Linked DNA regions of Mus musculus: region 2 is linked to region 1. A link is a contact called in public Hi-C data. All regions are on one chromosome and are shown on one strand. The core of a region is the stretch at or near the end of the contact, and the rest is flanking DNA. Distances in the headings are between cores, read along the strand shown.

The links. Hi-C and Micro-C count contacts between places; a contact is called where the count stands out from the background.
Region 2: a Hi-C map of cortical neurons shows a contact between it and region 1, with 4 times the contacts expected there. The contact joins two enhancer-like sites. A contact is called at or near these places in 2 of 484 Hi-C or Micro-C datasets (cerebral cortex and cortical neurons).

Annotation. Positions count from the first base shown.
Region 1 is chr17:68,876,943-68,884,261 of GRCm38.p6, forward strand. No RefSeq gene overlaps it. Among named protein-coding and RNA genes, the nearest start is that of Gm36392, 6.3 kb to the left of the region's middle. Within about 2 kb of position 5,144, at least 28 of the 459 cell types and tissues checked have an H3K27ac peak or open chromatin away from gene starts, as enhancers often do. A contact at or near this core is called in cortical neurons, where this site is marked.
Region 2 is chr17:69,228,759-69,235,655 of GRCm38.p6, forward strand. All of the region lies in intron 3 of Epb41l3 (erythrocyte membrane protein band 4.1 like 3), which reads left to right. Among named protein-coding and RNA genes, the nearest start is that of 2410021H03Rik, 45 kb to the right of the region's middle. Within about 2 kb of position 1,498, at least 51 of the 459 cell types and tissues checked have an H3K27ac peak or open chromatin away from gene starts, as enhancers often do. A contact at or near this core is called in cortical neurons, where this site is marked.

The sequences.
Region 1 (7,319 bases), core at 3,894-6,393:
GCAGCATCCCGAGCTCCTACTTAGGAAGACAGTCGTTTCCTGTTCTCCAGGGTAGGAAGTCTCCAGGAATTATTATGAATTATTATTTATCTTCATATTCTCCCCTGCTGAGAACTACTTATTACAAGAATACTGATGAAAGGAAATACTGAAACATCAGCCATTGCCCAGATCTCCAAGGGGTGATGGTTAACTAACAAATCGCTGCACTGCAAGAAAAATGACAAGAATTAAAACATCACACACACACACACACACACACACACACACACCTCCTACATGGGGAGCAATATGGAAATATTTCATTCAGACTGTATCTCTCCCCAGTACTCAAACTTAGGGCATGGGCTTAGAACCCACCTGTCATATGCTCTCATGTTGTCATTTTGAAAGACTTATTTCTTTCTTGAAGATCAAGAACTGGTGATACTTGCCCTGGGTCACTGGTAGCTTATGCCTGCTTTCAGGACCTCTGATTTAGTGGGCTGATTCTGAGAGTGAAGAGGAGGACACAGACATGTCTCCAGTGGGCTCCAGGTATAGCATGATGCTTAACCCAGAGACTTCTAAATGGGGGCCCACTCATGGCCTGTCTCCATGTGGATATTACTCATTTTCTAGAATCCAGGTCCCTCCACTCCAATGATCCATCAAACTGTAGAGAATGGTCACTGTACCTACAGACAAGCATGGCATTATTAAGTCCATTTTAGTTTTCTGGGAAAGCTTCTCCAGGGGGTATGCTAACCCCCCACAATGACTGTCAGAGATCATGACAAAGTTTCCTTAGTTTTGTGGAATTGAGTATACAATAGAATGAACCACAGCCCTGCAATATGAAAACAGTAAACCTCTAATATGATGTAGCTAGGTCTGGACAGAAGTACAAGAGAAACCAAGCCCTGGCCTTACAAAACAATTACAATGAAAGCCACTATCCAGTCGACATGGTAGCCACCATTTAAAATCATAGCTAGCTCTGTCATTTTGGACTAATGGGACCCTTCACGTTTATTATGGTCAACAAGGACAATGTCTTTATAATGCAATGGGAAGAAGTGATCATTGTTGAGTGTTTCAGGTTTGTTGTAAGGATTAAATGATCTATTACTTGTAAGCCAGTCCTGTTTTGGGAACAGCAGTAGGGTCTGAGAAACTCTAGAATGGCTAGAATCTTGTTATCACAGGGTTAACGGGTTAAGAGTGGCAGTGTCATGCCCACTTCATTAAGTATCTCAATAGGGAGATCTGAAGATTTGGATTGGATACTGTTTTAATGTGTCCACCAACTATTCCTACGCTGGATTCCTGGTTCCCCAGTATGTTGGTCTTAAGATACGGTAGGGCCTACTAGAAGATAAGTCATGATAAAAGATCATTAGGAAGTTGCACGCATCAGCAAAGATTCGGGCAGTTCTGTTGGGGCCCTGGTTAATTCTCATGAGAGAACTTCTATAAAAGAGCAAGCCAGACACTCCTCAGAGTCTGGTCCTGCCTTACCAAATTCTCTCTTGTTTCTTAAGCACAGCTGTTGTAATGCCATGGGCCTTGGGACACAGGCAAGATCGCCATGCTTTTGAGCTTTCAAAAAACCTCTTTACCTTATTTATTTCTCAGCCTCATAATTTTCTTATAACAACAGAAAACTAACATGCACTGAGGTAGAAGTAAAAAAATGCTAGAAAGGAAGTTAGACATCACTCAAGAATTTTTCCTTTTAAAAAATTGAGAATTTCATATATATGTGTGTGTGTGTGTGTGTGTGTGTGTGTGTGTGTGTGTGTAGAGAGAGAGAGAGAGAGAGAGAGAGAGAGAGAGAGAGATTATTTTATATAGCACACACATATATAATTTTCTGAAGTCTTCTAATTCTTTAAATAAGGCCCCCTTATCTCTTTATCATATCAATTATCTACCTATCCATCCATGTATCATCATCTATCATCTATCTATATCATCTTCTATGTATCTCCTCTCTCTATGTATCTATTTATCTTTATATATCTATTTATCTATGAATTACCTATGTATCTATCACCTACCTATTATCTATCTATCTATCTATCTATCTATCATCTATCTATCTATCTATCTATCTATCATCTACCTAAATCATGTATCATTTTATTTGTACTGCTGTTTCTGTCCTTGTGGAAAAGCCTAAATACTAATTTATTTCCATAAACAACCTAAATTTCCCTTTTCTGAATAAAACAATAAACTGACACCTTATAAAGATTACAAGGTGAATATTTGGGGGAGGCCAGTATTTCTTCTATTATACACTATGTCAAAAGCTTTGATACATGCCCAAGAGCATGAAGTGCTTCCCACAACCAGGGTGTTGCCCTCCTAATGAGACTTAGAGCCTAAAATCTCCCTGAAGCCCCTGAAGCTTTTTTTAACTTACAAGGTAGTAGAGGGCAGGATGGAAGGCAAACTTTCAAAGAACCAGAACAGCTGAGGCTGGGCTAAAAAGTCTCCTGATTCAGAAAGAGGTTGGTTCAAATGTCAAGAGAAAGACTGTCCTTTGATTCACAACTGTTTATGTCCCTGGCTATGCAGAAGAGCATGGTCCGAGTGTTGTCTAGCAATTTCCTCCACGATAAAACATCCCATTTGAAGGGAAACTTACTAAGGTGCACAGAGAAAAGAAGCATACCTTAGCAAGGATGCTCTTTAATCTCAGAGAGCAAACACGTAAAGACTTCAGGAAGTCCCTAAAACTGATTAGCGTCACTAGGCTCCACCTTTCATGCCTATATAAGCAGAAAGGACTGCTGGGAGACTCTCCCAGACCAGGTGTGCTCCCTTGAAGAGACAAAGATGAGAGAACTTCTTGGAGGAGGCTCAGATCACTTGAGCTGCCTGAGTCTCTCCAACCTGCTCAGCTTTCTACAGGTTGTATTATGAGCTCCGGGTCTCTGTCTTTCATGGGTCATCACACATGCAGGATGGGTCAGCTTACTGAGAGTGTGTTGAGTCACCTCAGCTTCTGTAAGTACCTCTTCACCAGTATCCCTGCAAGTAGCCCCAATAAAACACTGACCAAGTTGGTCTTTGGCGGTGTCCTTATTTTCATCCATCATTTGTTTCCCCACTTGGTGTAGCTACATGTTTGCTCATATCTCCCCAGGAATGTCACACAACACTGAGGTTGACTTAGAACACGTCAACTTACTGGCTAGCTGAGTCCTACTAAAGTTGCCAGAAAGGTTTGACAACTATCACAACTGCAAGTCAGACTACAGAAGTTCCTTTCCCAGCTGGGAGCCTGGGAATCAGAAAGGCACAACATTTATGAAGTAAATGTCACTAGCTTCCACTTCAAGCATTCTTTTCGAATAGAAACCATGAAACGTGGCAGGGAAATATGGCCTAGGCTCCAAATAAGAGAAGGGTCGCCAGTAGCAAATGTGGGTGACCTAGACACTAGGGTGATGGTCAGACAGGGTTGTTCACCTCATTCTGACAGAGCTGAGGGGAGATTAACAAGTAACTGACCTCTGGGCAGTAAAGCTGTGCCTCATGGGAATCTGGGTTACCAATCCGGAAGCTACTTTGTACCTACTGTAGGTGGCCAGGTAAGAAACATACACCATGGGTTATGAATGTCCGGCTTCATACACTCAGAGGACAGAGTCACACATTGGGGAAAGCTGACATCCAGAAGGAATCCTAGAGTGTTTGGCTGAAATTGTAAATACCAGAGTAAGAATCCAAATGTTTAAAAGCAAGTATTAGTATTCAGTGGGGGTTAAAATTAAATGTAAAAGGAGTAAGAGCAGATAGAAAATTGTCCTTTAGACTATCACAGAAGAGACCCAACCGCATATCTTAAAATCTTAAAGCTGGGCATCTTCAGACTCCCAGCAGATCTCCTCAGGAAAATAATTAACTTCAAAGAAAATTGTGTAGCTTGAGAGTGGAGAGCTTCAGAAGTCACCAATAAGTAACCAAGACTAATGCCAATAACATGAAGGGCCACCCCATTATAGGCCCCATTACTATACTTCTGTAGTGTCTGTTGGTAATGTATTACCCAAATCTCTTCACAAGAAAACAGCAGACAAAGCCAAACTCAAGAGATAATCTACCAAAAACAAACAAACAAACAAACAAACAAAACAAAACAGAACAAAACAAAACAACAGCACTCAATAGAAGTCTGGAGAAACAGGAAACTACCAAGGTTCTGCTATGCACTGGAGACAGAGACAAGACAACTAAACACAAGATGGGATCTTAGATTGGATCCTGGAACAAAGACAACAAAAAGCTGGGAAAATCTTAAGTGCAGACAAACAGCTATTGTTTGGTGACTAGGAACATGGAGGTATTCACCCCTCCTTCTGGTCACTGTCCAAGGGTCAGGCTAGATGTTAACAGGAATCAGAACAAGCATGGGCAGATCTTTCCATGTTGTTCTTGCAAGTTTTCTGTAAATCTAAAACTATAGTGTTAAAAGGATCCCAAGGGATCCAGAGGAGAAGAAGAAGAAGAAAAAAAATGAGGCAATATGACTTGAAAGAGAACTTCCAGAAAGGCATATTAACTGATTAATAGATACATAGTAACTGATAAATCTAAACATAGTAAAAACGTTTTAAATGAATCAACTAGAAATGTCAGAACTAAAGAACACCGAGATCTGGGCTGCAGAGAGGGCTCAGCTGGTCCAGGCACTTGTAAGCTACCCCTTCCAGCCTGAGTTCCCACCTGGACTCCCACAAAGTGGCAGAGAACTGGTTCCTGAGCATTGTCCTCTGACCTCCCAACCCACGGGGCACAGTCAGGCACACAGAAAAACAAACAAGAAACAAATAACATTTAAGAGAGCGCTGACAGTTCAAAGTAGGACCCTTTTATAATTGTGCCGCCGCTAGGTGGAGCAGGTGGAGGGATACCTGTGCGACTCGTTTCCTAGGACGTTCTGATAACAGCCACGTTTGGGAACTACTCATTGAATGAACATTATGATAAACGTCACTAAACGTGGAGTATGATGAGGGATCCTAAGGTTGCTGCTGCGTTTGAGGATTTTGATTGCGTTCAGCCGCGTGGAAAGGGCACAGCACAACACAGAAGATGATGGCGGCGGCGGCTGGAGCCAGAGGATCTGTCTTTCAGTGTTCCTCTGCTTTCTCTCTCACCAGAGGCCACCCTTGAGCATATCCCGGTCTCCATGAACAAGAACACTGCTTCTGCCCAGTGAAACCCTTCACAAAGTCTAAGGCTCTTCATAGGAAAAAGTTGTGGGGAGCTGGTCACATAGGTCTCCTCTGTTCAGCACATACTGAAATTTCAGATTAACAGAACAGCAACCACGGCCAGCTAGGAAAAGCTGAAATTACAGAGGCACTGCTTGCCTTCAGTCTCATGGCCTGGCCAATGGCAGTTCCCAAGCAGCCCTCTGCGGGAATGGCATCATGGATCTGACATACTCAATCCCTCATTAACATTGACACTGCACTGAGCCCTTCTGTGAACACAATCACCATGTTGGCTGTTTTACATACATTGCCTCATATAATCTTCGTGGCAATTCTCCACATTGGTATTGATTTTTCTAGAGGGGGATTGAGACTTACAGATAGCCCCCCCCCCCAATTTATACTTACACACTTTAAAAAAATTAATATATTTATTTGTTTACTTACATCCCAACGGCAGTTTTCCCTTCCTCCTCTCCTCCTAGTCCTTTCCCCACACCAAGATGACACTTCAATTCTGGAAAAACAACAACAACAACAATTTAACAAATTAATCCCATTACACAGCATGTAAGCAATTAGCTATCCTTCAAACTCACAGTTTGGTTCATGCTGGCTTGAATCTTTGATTTTTTTTTTTTTTTTTTGAATTACAAAAAGCTAACAGCTACCCTCCTTCTATATGGAACTTTTTTTTTTCATAAAGGGTGTTTCCAAAAGTACCTAAAAGCAAATTTTATAAACCTCCTTTTTAAACAGCCACCACTTATGTAAGTAATAAGTAGTATATATGCATATACCTAAGGTAGACCCTGAGGCTTAATGCCATCCGGTTAGTTCCCACCTCTCTACACTGCTGCACTGGGAGTAAAGGTTTCAACACACGCTTGTGGAAGGACAGCTTGGCACCATAGCAACAAAACATTATCCTCCCCCCCCCCCATAAAACACCTATATTATTCATCCTATAGTACAGCGGAGCCCTCCATGTTCCAGTGGAAGGATTTCTGGATAAGAAGCACATGGGTTCGGTTTACACAGTTAAGTTCTTTCCTGACAGATGCCATCGCTGACCATCCTTAAATACAGAAATGCAGGTAGAGTTTGGGTGTGCTAATTGCACACATGAGCCAGTATATTTCTCTCACTGCTACATTCCACATGGAGAACAGCTGTGACCTGACAGCTTTTGCAAAAATGTATTCAGGTACAGTAGCAGCGAACTGTATCCAGATGCCTACATGCTGCTCTATGTCTGAAAGGAAGCTGGGAGTCAGAAACCAACAGCCATCAGATGTGTCTCACCTTCAGATAAATATTTCATGCTCACAATAACTTTTTCCAAATGCAGCTTGACTTTCAAGTACACTGACACTTGTCCAGGCAGCGATCTGCACAAAACACAAAGGCCAAGGGAACAGCATTTTAATTTAATCACAGGCCCTGTGAATATTCTCCCTCTGTGGGAAAACCAGGGCCTTTGGTACAGAATAGTAATTACAGCCAGTAGATGGCATCTAAAAGCTAGGATAATATTTCAGATCTATATTTAACCCCAGACTTGCTCATTTCCAAAGGTTGACCCTCTAGCGTTAGTCATATTGAATCAATTTTAATTTTCAACCCTATTCACACCAGAGTTGAACTTAAGATTTTTTTCAACCAATAAACTCTTATCACTTTTACTGCTCACATAGTGCTGCTGCAGTAAGCAGACTAACACAATACTACTACACAGTAAGCAGGTTAATGTGGGTTCTCCGAGCAGCTATCATTTAAAACATTAACCATTGAACAAAGGCTTGTCAAGTATCCTTGGTGTTGCCTGATTGAATAAACCAAACTGATAAATCTTGGACCAGGACCAAAAGATATAATGAGTCTCACACCAAACACCCTTCAACTTGGATAAATTCCAGGGGAGTCAACTGAGTTTAAAAGTTTCACAAACAATTATATTACTGAATAGGGCACAGCAGAGAGAGAGAGAGAGAGAGAGAGAGAGAGAGAGAGAGAGAGAGAGAGAGAGACAGAGAGACAGAGAGAGAGAGACAGAGACACAGAGACAGAGACACAGAGACAGACAGAGACACAGACAGAGAGAAG
Region 2 (6,897 bases), core at 248-2,747, 350 kb after region 1:
GAAGCTGGTGAGAAGGATTCATGTGGCTGCAGTGTCTCAACAGTGTGTCCGAACAGTTCTTTAACTCTCAGATGATTTGACATCACCTGAGAGATGGGGACTTGACAAGAACACATTAACTGGGCTCGTCCCCCTCCTTGTACAAGGACAGGGGCCGGCCACACAAATCCCTGCGCCCAAATTTAAATTCACCTTAAGTTTGAATCGACACCATTGTAGAAAGACCAAAGGAGGCTCAAGGCACCCAAACTGCAGTTCATAGGGTATGATTTCAATAATTTCGTCCTATATAAACTCTAAAGCACTCACAGGGCATTGAAGCTGAAATATTATAATACTTTTCTTTACTGTTCAAGATACCCTCAAAGCAAGCATTGTACTTAGATATGCAAATAAGTTTATTTCTCCATATAGAATTATTAAGCTTAAGCCTGTTAAGTATGTGACTACTGTAAAAGCATCGACCTTGGTGTGAGACAAGATACATACATGTAGTAGAACATACTCGTAGTGTTCCAAGTGAACACCCATATGATCCTGTTCTAATGGCTCTGTAGTTAGGTAGAGAAGAAGAGACCTTTTAGTTGTACAGTGACTTTATATAAAACTTTTAAAACCTGCAATCAGCATTCATGAAAGGACTAGACTAGGATGGGGGTGTGATGAAGCAGGTCTCTTGTTACCTTGGGATGAGATTAAATAGAATAATAAGATAATTGTAATAATGATGCCTTTCACTTTAAATATGAGTTGAAATAAAATGGAGAGTGGTCTGAGTCACTTGCATCTCTTCTGTCTGCCCAGTTTCATCCTTTCTCTTCACATTTATTGTAGATCTTGCTCTCTCTTCCCTGGTAAATGCTATAATGATTCTTGTGGGGAGTTTCCATAGTGACCCAGACATTCTTTTAAGGTTACTCGCAGCCTTGCCCAGTTAATAGCTCAGAAGATTTTATGGAAATAAACGATACAAGTCGACTTAATACGTAATTTTAAAGCAGTATCCGTGTCATTACCATATTGTTTTGATTCTCAGTGTCTAGAGAGAGAGAGAGTTAAAAGAGAGCAGTGTATCAAATCTAGACTGATTATATCCTTAGAAGTTATGTTTCCTTCTCTGTACTTCCATTCCCCACGGCTCTTGATCTGACCAAGCAAATTGCTGAATTAGAAATTACAATGTGGATGTATAAGTGGGTTCCTGTCTGTCTGTTGGTTGGTTTGGGATATCAGAAAGCTGCATCCTCTCTCAGGCAAAAATTCTCAAACCTCATTAATCAGAATGAGCTAATTAGGGGACCTTAGCCATGGTTCAAGTTTTAAGTTGTGCCTCCCTTACAAATTCCTCTTCCTTGGGCTGCCTCTTCTGCATTTGCCTTTCACATACTGGCATAGTGACCTGAATCCATAGCAGATTAACAACAGGAAATATTGTCTAGCAAGCCTGCTGCCAGCATCTCGTGTGTGCTGTGAAAGTCTTTGTGGAAAATGAAGCCAAGTGTTGTTGCTGGCCAAGAAGAAGCGTGCTCCACTCAAAGGCTATTATCTGCCACAGTGCTCAACCCCAAACACAAAAGCCTGATTTCAAACACAGGCTCCAACTGCTGCAACAGATGAGGGCAGAAAGCAATTATGGATGAAAGAAAGAGACGACTTTACAAAAATAAAAAGGTCCAGGGGGCTTAATTGCAAGAGGGGACTTGGATGATGTGTGTGCCGGAAGTGCCTGTTCCTTGAGTCTTGTATAAGACACTGGGGGGATGCTAATGTGCTCTCATCACTCATGCTGTATCCATGACGATATATGCCCATCTTATGCCTTGGCTTTAAAGATAAACAACTGTGCCAGTCTACCCGATGCATATTCAGACCCAGTCTGTGTGTGTTGGTAAAAGACTGAACATGTACCCCTGTCACTGATGGTAGGGATAGTGGTTTTTTTTTGTTTTTGTTTTTTTTTTTTGCAAAGAACATTTAACCATTTTACCTCTGCAGTGAATATCACTGTGTGAGTTATAAAAGCAGTGCAATGGTTTTGTGGATTTGTTACAGAAGAAATGGACCTTTAATAGAAATACTTTAGTTTCTGTGAGTTTCGGGATGAGAAACTGCCTTGATCTTACTTAAGGGGATCAGCAGGTACTTTGTACACACTACTGTACACACTACTTTCCGCCATCCGGACAGCATGCCTTTCAGTGTGCTTCATGTGTTACCCTGCAAGGGAATGCTAAACACATTTCCATTTTATAGTGGAGACAGTAAAACTCAAGAGAGGTTGGGTAACCTCTTTCATATCCCATAGCCAGGTAACTGCACAACCAGAGTCTAAAACTGGGCCTGTCTAATATGCTACAATAAAACATAAAAATAAACTTGAAATACCTATCCTTAAGGTATTTAAGTGACGTTAAGTAAGCTCTAACATGTTTAGACATGGGAATAAGTTGCATATTAACTCTTTTGCCTAAAAACTTCTCAGGTCCGGGACACTGTTCCATATTTCTGCTTTAACAGAATGCTGTGTGTGGTCATCATCTAACTTCACACAGCAAGAATATGGCAAGTTATTGACTCATTGATAATTATTGATAATTATTGACTCACTGATAGCTTCCTGTTTGAAAGAACTGTTGTTGGGGCTGGGCTGGTTGCCTATAATATTGAAGGAAGAGGCTAGAAGTGGGACATATGTTTCCTCTATACATGTAATCTCTGCCTCTCATGCCACGCCTCCATGTGTATGCAGCCTGTATCCCACATGAGCCTGCTGCATATTCTGAAGGATGCCATTATGCCCTGCCCCCGTGGGAATGGTTGTGGCAGGGGTGATGGGGATAATGGACTTCCCACCATGCATATTGAATGTGGCTTTGACTGTACACTTGAGACAGAAAGTATAAAGTGCTGTAGACGCATCGAGGACAGCTGGTGTCGCATCCTGCCTTGCTTCCCAGGGCTCTGGCTTCAGCTCCTTTAAGAGAGCTTGTGGATTCAGTTGTCCAGACACCAGCTCTGTTTGTCTCTGGCTTTGACCGCAGTCACGTATAAATTGAAAAAACAAACCCACTCCTAGCACACACACTATTAGAATGCTTTTGCCAAGAGCAGCTTGGTAGAGAAAAGGAAGGCCCAAGGCAGGATGGAGAACGGAGCTGAGCAGGCGGCAGAGGCTGGAGCCCTGGCACATGGAGTTTACTGAGTTCTTCATGAGCTCCTGGGCCCAAGGGAAATAGTAATGCAATCTCTTAGAAATGAAGTTTCAGATGATCCTTAGGGAGGAGAGCAGTACTCAAGCACACAGTGAGAAAATGCAATGAGGAAAGGAGACATTGTTTTAAAGGCGGCACCCTGCCTCAGGATTAATCCAACAAGCTGTGAGTAGGAACTTCCTTAGGATCCAGCCAGCAGGCTTCTCTGGCACAGAGGCTGCTTCCTTGCTTACCCGGAGAAAGTGAGCTTTCCCCTCCTCAGGCAGCAGAAATACAAGCACAAAATGGGTACTGCAGTCACCCAAGAGGGGAACTTCCCAAGAGAACCAGTGGTCTGAAAGGAAGACTCCTGATGGAAAGTGAGTGGCAGGCACCCTGTGCTACCCAGGCTGCTTCTGGATTCACAGTGGATGAGAGGCAGTGGAGCGTCAGCGCCCTTCCCTGAACACCCTCAGTGTTGCTGCTCTAGATGTCTTATGGTTGACTGTGGCTAAGTTGTTATAGTATGGCTTGTTTGTTTGTTTTTGTTTTTAAATTTGTGTGTCCTTGTTGTTGTCATTGTTGCTCTCATTGTTGCCGGTGTCATTATCTTTGTGGTCGTCATTGTCATTGTTTTCATTGCCATTGTCGTTGTTGACATCGTTGTTGTTGTTGCTGCTGCTGTCGTTGTTTTTGTAGTTGTCACTGTTGTTGTCATGGTGGTTGTTGTCATTGAATTTGCTGTTGTCGTTCTCGTTGTTGTTGCTCTCGTTGTCATTGTTGCCGTTGTCATCATTATTGTTGTGGTTGCCATTTTTGTCCGTGCTCATGGTTGTCATTGTCGATGGTGTTGTAATTGCTGTCATTTCTGTTGTCATTCTCACTGTTGTCCTCATCGTGTGGTACATACACACACATCAAGAATATCTTCAAATGCATGTTAGTCTTCCATGGGGTTTTGTCAGTGTCTTAGGGGTTAATGTCGACCATTTTACGGAAGCTTCTGGCTGGTACATCTGTTGTTTCTTGAGAACATTTTTTTTTTCCTGAGAATATTGGTTGGGAAGGGATGTTGTCAGATTTTAAGTACTAATGCAGAAATAAGTCAGTTATCTCATAACAGAGTATTGATGCAAGAGGCTTGAAAGGAGCCATAGTAGGCCTACAGTGAATTTGAAAAAGTGAATATTTTCTCATGAAAATTAAACTTGCTTTAGGATCCTCATGTTGGAGAATTTTTAAATTAGGAACCTGATTTAACTTACCACGTGCCTTTCATCGATATCTACAAGAATCACCTTGGAATCTTTTAATCTTTTAAATCAATTGTCCTGGGGGGAGGTATGAACACAGGGATGCTCCTCTAGGGCCGAAGCATCACCTTCCTCAGAAGATATCATAGGAAATGTTGCGGGTGAGCAAGGCACTCCTTGAGTAAGTCAAAGATGGCTTAACTCTAGCTGGGTGGTGGTGCCGCACGCCTTTAATTCCAGCACTCAGGAGGCAGAGGCAGGCAGATTTCTGAGTTCAAGGCCAGCCTGGTCTACAGAGTGAGTTTCAGGACAGCTAGGGCTACACAGAAAAACCCTGTCTCAAAAAAAAAAAAAAAAAAAAAAAGATGGCTTAACTTACAAGGGACCACAAGTATTAAAACTTAATCTTACCTGGTTAGATAACTAATCCATTAATTTGGAATGAGTGAATATGTACATATATGTATGTATATGTTTATATGTGTGTATATATACACATATCCATGTATACTTGTATACGTGTGTGTGTGTGTGTGTGTGTATGTATATATTTGCATTTCCTCATTTGACTCAAAAATATCCATTTATTTCCCTGGATTCGTTTATTTTTCTCATGCTGTGACAATGTAGCTGAGAACAAGTGACTTAGAAAGGAAAGATTTATTTTGGCTCATAGTTTGAGATGAAGAAAACATGGTGGCAAGAATGTAGACAGCTGCTCACACTGAGTCTCTGGAGAGCAAGCAGAATGGATGCTAGTGCTGGACTCCACCCCCCTCTATTTTTTCAATCCAGACCCCTAGGACATGGAATGGCGCTGCCCATGTTCAGGGTGTGTCCTCTCTCCTCAAAGACATTTCTCTATCAATACCCTCACGGACATCTCCAGATCTCTAACATGATCCTAAATCCTATCAAGTTGGCATTAAGCAATCACATAGCCCAGTCTAATGACAAGGCCCCTATATTTAATCTTTTAATAAGAAGCATGTCTCTGAGAGCTATCACATATAATGTAAACTCTAAAAATTGTCAACAGTTGAACTTTAGTCATGTATTGACAAGTTGTGCTCCGAGTGAGAAATGCTCCTCATAGTTGTTGCTTGGCAATTTTAGGATGTGAAGCCTGGTTGGAGGAAGTATATCACTGGAAGTGGGCTTTGAGAACATATAGCTTCACCCCACCTCTAGTTGTTTTTCTGTTTCCTGTGTACAGATGAAGTGTGATCTCTCAGTTTCCTGCTCCCGTGGAGCTGTGTCTCCAGTCATTATGGATACCAAGGCCCCTGGAACTAAAAGCCAACATAAACTCTTCCTTAAGTTGCTTTTGTTTACAGTTATCACAGCAACAGAGAAGTAACTGATACCTAAGTACATACAGATGTCCATAAGTAGGAATAGTTGACCAGTTGAGGAATCTGTTAGAAAAACAAAATCTGAGTTGGAAAAATCAAGACTAAGAGATTTCCGAGAAGAGATTTCTCAATGTGGGGGCGGGGGGCGGGGTGTAGTCAGGTGCTCTCACCATTAGCAGTTTCCTTGTTGCCAGAATGTTGGGGGGCCAGAGCCCTGTGGGTCAGGGAAAATTATTTGAAATCCAGTCATTAGTTATTAACCACAGGAGGTGAGTTATAGCCTCACACCTGTCATGGCCCTACGCCATCAGGAAAATGGAGAGAGAACAAACGTTCTAGAACAACTGAGTGTCTGACACTTAGGAATGTCATTGTTTCCGCTCCATTTTGTAGCCGGACATGTAGTAGATGCCCGTGTAGTAAGTAGACACATATAGTAAGTAGTTGGACATGTAGTGGGTACACTTGTAGTAACTAGACATGTGTAGTAAATAGATGGACATGTAGTAGATGCCTGTGTAGTAAGTAGACACATATAGTAAGTAGTTGGACATGTATGGGTACACTTGTAGTAACTAGACACATGTGTAGTAAGTAGATGGACATGTAGTAGGTGCATGTGTAGTAAGTAGATGGACATGCAGTAGATGCAGGTGTAGTAAGTAAAGTAGATGCATGCGTGGTAAATGTAGGTGGACAGATAGTGGATGCTCAGCAACTGGCTTAAAGATTCCTAAGGCCAAGAAACAAGATACCATCACTGTGAGGGAGGGACCACTATGAACTAAATATATTCAAAATACTCAATAAGAAAAGACTTAGGGGGCTGGTGAGATGGCTCAGTGGGTAAGAGCACCCGACTGCTCTTCTGAAGGTCAGGAGTACCATCCTTAAGGAGATCTGACGCCCTCTTCTGGAGTGTCTGAGGACAGCTACAGTGTACTTACATACAATAAATTAAATAAATAAATCTTAAAAAAGAAAGAAAGAAAGAAAGAAAGAAAGAAAGAAAGAAAGAAAGAAAAGATTTAGACCACTGCTGAAGGGGCTACTGATTAATGTGAATCAGTTCTAAGAAACAGGACAAGAGGGAGTCCT